Linked DNA regions of Bicyclus anynana: region 1 is linked to region 2. The links are chromatin contacts, called in public Hi-C maps. All regions are on one chromosome and are shown on one strand. Each heading gives the region's core, a stretch centred on a gene start, on an enhancer-like site or on the middle of the called end of the contact. The rest is flanking DNA. Distances are from core to core; before and after follow the strand shown. Region 1 overlaps LOC112048022 (gustatory and odorant receptor 22). Region 2 holds the start of LOC112053606.

The links. A called contact is a pair of places that touch in the nucleus more often than the background predicts.
Region 1: a contact with region 2 is called in a Hi-C map of whole body, with 5 times the contacts expected there. The contact joins the enhancer-like site here to the promoter of LOC112053606 in region 2. A contact is called at or near these places in 2 of 2 Hi-C or Micro-C datasets (whole body and whole larva).

What each region holds. Positions count from the first base shown.
Region 1 is chr13:9,682,972-9,686,082 of ilBicAnyn1.1, reverse strand. The region is part of intron 1 of LOC112048022 (gustatory and odorant receptor 22); the gene reads left to right. Among protein-coding and RNA genes, the nearest start is that of LOC128198664, 78 kb to the right of the region's middle. Within about 2 kb of position 1,487, at least 8 of the 8 cell types and tissues checked have open chromatin away from gene starts, as enhancers often do.
Region 2 is chr13:9,437,190-9,439,973 of ilBicAnyn1.1, reverse strand. LOC112053606 reads left to right here and starts at 1,368. Exons shown (of 2, transcript XM_052884972.1): 1 at 1,368-1,599. The coding sequence starts at 1,503.

The DNA of each region.
Region 1 (3,111 bases), core at 238-2,737, 250 kb before region 2:
AAAAAAACTCCTGAGTTTTCACTTCAGAAATGACAAAAGTAAAAAAAAATGTTTTTTATTCGGGGTTAAGCGTGCCCCATTATACGTTCATAAACGCCGTAAAAGTTGGAAACATTCTACATAATACGTTAAGTTACTGTCAATGTTTATTTTAAGCGAGCATTTTTGTTTCTTTTGTAAGAAATCTTTACCCTTCATTTGGGCCCCCCAACTAATTTTGTTACAGGGCCACTGCAAGGCACGCTACGCCACTGCACTATGTTGCTACAGTGCAGGTGCAAGTGGGTTCTATCTTAAGGAAGCGGGACCTCTGGGCCTGTAGCCATATGGTATGTCGATTCTCTTTTTACGAACACTAACGCTTCGAAAACTAATAAAATGTATGGGAATGACAGATGCAATCGATAACTTGATCACGTGACTTGTCGATAATGAATATAATTTTTATTATTTTCGAAGCGCTAACATTTATAGAAAGAAAAATTGACGTACCGCATGGATAAAGGCCCAGGCCTTGCAATCAGCTGTTAAAAATAGGCTGATGATGACAATAATTGACAATACACTGTGGTAAAGGAGAATGCTCACCGGCCAATACAATGTCGGCCCCCCGTATAAAATATATGGAGATCATAATATGATCTATAAATAAAGATTTAGTTAAATAATTATCTTAACATTTTTTGTCTCTCTTCTTGCGCAAAATGTTCGCTGATGTAGGTACCAAAGCGGCGAAGTAACATTTGATGCTGTATTATTTTTCTGTTACCAAAAAGCTTACGAGTAATAAACAAGAAAATGAATAAATAAACCAATCATAAGTCTTCAAATAATATCGTAAAACAAGTAAAACTCAGGCTGAGTCTCAAATGGTCCACGATTTTTTTTTTGTCAAATTAATCATGAATTAAAAAGGTCGAAAAACGTTGTAGCAAAGTTTTATTGATAAAGTAATTATTTAATTAATAAAGTAACTAGAGTTATCAAGATTTTATTAGATACACCTAAGTATATAGCCGGGTGATTTGGCTAGGCCAGGGCCGGGGATGGGCATTCTCTTTTACATCATGAAGGTGGGTTATGGAGATTCCTGTGGGAATACGGGGATAAAATATAGCCTATGTCACTCCCTGACTAGCTTTCTATTGGTGAAAGATTTTTCAAATCTGAGCATTAGTTTTTAAGTATATTCGTTACATACAAAAATACAAATCTTTCCTCTATAGATATTGATTATTATTGAAGCATAATTTCCCGATAACGGAAAATTAATTCTGTATCAATATTTTATATGAGGTATATTTTGGTATTAACCCACGTTATATTATCCCAATACATTTCCACGTATCAGCGACGGCACGGCAAATCTCGATTTCGATTTAAGCCGATATTACACGATTTCCCCATAGCGCACGCTATCTGGTAAAGGTGTGCCGGTTCTGTGAAAGGCGTCGGTCGTGTGACGCCATCTGACGTCACCGTGACGTTTAGTGTGACGCGCACGCAGGCGCGACGCATAACCAAGGTCACGGAACGGAACGTAGATATTATAAAATAGTCCTATTATGTCAAGCGTTACGCAATGTAGTTTTATTTTTAGACACATATATATGCTAATGATGAATTTATTTAATTGTCGCGGAGATTTTGATTAGTAGATTTAATTTTGTATTGTTTTTATATGGCGGCGAGTTCGAACTTCGAACACGGATGTCGAGAGGGTCGTGGTTTGTACGCAATTAGTGTGACCTCACTGTTGTGCGGTGACGTTATAGATTGTATTGTTTCTAAGATTTCCATGCATGGGATTTTACCAAATCTCACTTGTGATATCACATCTTGTGGTTACCTGTAATCACGATTAAACATTTGGTTATCGATTTTATATTTTTTAATAATGATTATATTTTTAGTTCAATATTATACTTCAGAATATCACAGTGAAGTTTTTGATTCAAACTTCTTCGTAATTAAGAATGTATTTTTTTTTCAAGATTCGTCGGATAAGCCTAACGTATGTGTTTTGTCACTTCTTACTTTAGTCAAATGACATACACACAAGTGAATAAGCTATCACATAACAGAAGGTAGCGAAACCGGTTACAAGTATCTAAAAGATAACTGCCTCATTCTCCATCTTGGATCTTGAGCTTTCTGTCTTATAAAAAACCCGGTAAAAGTCCAGCGCCTGTAGCCTGAAAATCGCCTTCCGGTTTCTACACGACATCGTACCGGAACGCTAAATCGCTTGGCAGTACGTCTTTGTCAGTAGGGTGGTAACTAGCAACAGCTAAAGTCTCCCACCAGCCAGACCTAGACCAATTAGGAAAACCTCAATCGGCCCAGCTGGGGATCGAACCCAGGACCTCCGTCTTGGAAATCTACCGCGCACACCACTGCGCCACGAAGGTCGTCAAAACGATTAAAATAGGCCGTTAATGAAAATGACAGAAAATCTATCATGAAGGCAATTAATTACTGAGTGACGGAAAAGCGGTCATTGCCCTAACGCGAAGGCTGAATCGATTATCTCGAATAAACAAACGTATTTCCTTTTAGTTTACGAACTTCCTTTGGGCGTTTTTTTTTCCTCTGCAAATATTTAACTGAACGTGTTAACCAGTATATAAAAATGTACCTAATCACAAACTTTTAAAGTAAAAATAAGTAAACAAAGTGTAAGTCAATATTTTATTAGAATATTATTTATAAAGTAATTTTTTTTTAATTCTTTACAAGTTAGCCCTTGACTACAATCTCACCTGATGGTAAGTGATGATGTAGTCTAAGATGGAAGCGGGCTAACTTGCTAGGAGGAGGATGAAAATCCACACCCCTTTTCGGTTTCTAAACTACATCGAACCGGAACGCTAAATCGCTTGGCGGTACGTCTTTGCCGGTAGGGTGGTAACTAGCCACGGCCGAAGCCTCATACCAGCCAAAAATTATGATTAATAAATGATGATAAAATAGAAAATACGACTTTTTAATGGGTAAAAATAATCGGTTCACTATCGTTGTTGCGTTATTAATATTTTAGTAAGTAATGTAAGAGCAAAACTCTTTACGTAATTATAATAAAGATGCATTATTACTTAAGTAGGTGTGCCT
Region 2 (2,784 bases), core at 119-2,618:
ACATGACAAAACTTTAAGGGATCCATGTGGATTACGGAACCCTAAGGAATACTTTTTGGGATATACTTTGAAGAGTGTGCACAGAAACTTTCCAATCTACTAAAATCCTCCATCTCCACAGAACAGGGAGATGCTGTGAAAAATGGCATCAACGTTTTGCATCAACTTTATAATAAAAACCGCCAAAATGTAAAATGCCGGCTACCGGTCTGAATGAAATGAAAATGAAAAGCTGGTAGTGGAACATAAAAGGCAGCAAAGCAATATTTTTTTAATACGTTAAGTACCTATTATTACAAAACAGAGTCTATTACTCGCAGTTAGCATCTTGATATTTTTAATTAGAACAATATAGATAACATCTATTGCAAATAAATAGTTTTTTATGCAATAACAAATTGCATAAAAATTTATTTTCTTGCTATTATACCTACTGCCAAATCTGTTACTGAAGAAGTTATCATTTTTTTCCAACTTTGGAATACCGTACGAATATTTCACTTACAGAAAAAACGCGCCAAAAAGAGTTTGCATTTAATTTGCTTAATAAATGAAAATGTTGTAGAGAAATTGGAAAGTTTTCCCACTTTTCCATAACTATTTACAATCAACTCAGAGTGCCTATGAATAGATTTATTTTTGTATTTATATTATTTTTTGCAATAGGAGTTGATGTAACAAACATAAGGGTTATCTGACGTTAAGTAAAAAACAATCGCATACACCTACCTGAACACTTATTCATCATAATCATCATCATATCAGCCAATGGACGTACTGCACGAAATAGGCCTTTTGTAGGGACTTCCAAACACCATGGTCCTGAGTCGCCTGCATCCAGCGACTTGCAATTTGCTTGATCTCATCAGTCCACTCGTTGAAGGATCAACCAACACTGCGCTTTCTAGTGTGGGGTCACCATTCCAGCACGTTGGGAACGTATCATTATAATAAAATCGTAAGAAAGTCACAACTAACCTATGTTTTGCATTGCCAATGATGCACTAATATGACGGTGGTACTAGCTTAAGCTCCTGCTCACAATCTCTGAAATATATTTAGTGTCATTGAGATCACACGTAAACAAAAATGACAAAATTTGAATTCCACGTGGACTGAGTTTCGATACGAGGAGTTGCCACCTAACTGTGCCTTAATCAACCAAAAAGTATGTTATCAAATGTTGCATTGCCTAATTGTCAGTTCGAAATACAAATTACTTAAATTTCGATTACTCACCGATCCGCCCTACGTCAATTATTGCTTTCTTATTGATAAGCCGTCAGTACAAAGCACAATGGGCAAGCACGCGCGATGCTTCGATTGCACCTACAGCCAGCTGGTAGAAAGTACACCAGTAGTGTTCGCTCGAGTTCAGTTGTTGACAGCACGCGGTAGATATCGTACGTATAGACGCAAATGTGACCGGCCGACACGGGGGAGATAGTTGCGTCGTGAAAGACAATAAAATAAATTAAAAAGAAAAATAAATAAACAATAAAATGGGTGCCTGTGTGAGGATTATTGTCCTGTTTCTTATGGTTTCTGCAGCGGTCGCCGTACCTGCGGGAAACTCGAAATGGATTCCAAAGATCGATGGTAAGTCATACTCACAACAATACTTTCTTTTAGACATATTTTGAAATTTTCTCTATTCTGCGATTTTTTCCATTGCACACAAAAGCCTACAAAAATGAACAAATTACTACATAAGAAGATTTATTTTTTAAGTTATATATTTCGATTTATGTCAGCTTAGACTATTCTATTGTTCCATAAAATATTTTAATAAAAATTTGTTCTGGATGGTAAAAAACATCTGTCATTTAACCTGACATAATACCAAAACCAATTAATAAAACCGGCTTTGTTAATAAAACATCAATTAATTAGCTATAACAGTGAACTATGAAAAGAAATTGCTGAACTAACAAAGACATCACTAATTAATAGAATGAATTGTTTATTATTAACGGCGAATTGCACACGCATTGCTGCAAATAAATGGTCCGTGTTGTGAACTTGAACTGATATGCAAAAAAGAAAGGAAAACTTGAGCGATGTTGCAAAAAAACTGTTGCAAGAGAATTCACCGCTAAAAATTGCGATAAGAGTTTTACGGATAATTTTACTGAATGCGATTGCTCGCCGCCGATTGACAATGACCTACTGGTGGCAACGACACGCTTTGATGCTTGTAAAAACTAAAACATCAAACATCGTTTCCTAATAGACAATTTAAATAAAGTTATCGTAAATAAATACGTAAACAGATAGCTGTAAGTACAATATTGCCAACAAATAATCATAAAAAATCGTCGAAATAAATAAAACCTACATTTTTTGATAATTGCAATCGAACGGTATCCTATGAGAAGAGAGAACAATCAATTAAGCATAACTCAATGTACAATAATTATTCTATTAATATACACGTAATATATACATTAAAGCGAAGAGTAATATGTTCAAATGTGACTATATTTAAAGGTAAACCCCGAACTACTAATGAAATAAATTGAATTTAATACGTTTAAATTTATACTCAACTATCAGAACCCAGCGGTTTCATCCGCGTAGTACCCATTCCCGTAAGATATGGGGATAAAATATAGCCTATGTTACTCGTTCTTAATGTATCTTTCCATTGGTGAAAGATTGTTTAGATCGGTTCAGTAGTCTATACAGTATACATATAGGTACATAGATAAATGCAATAATATCCACATTATGGTTTTTTTCATTTTTACGAATTTTAACAAATAAAGACAATCAATAAAATAA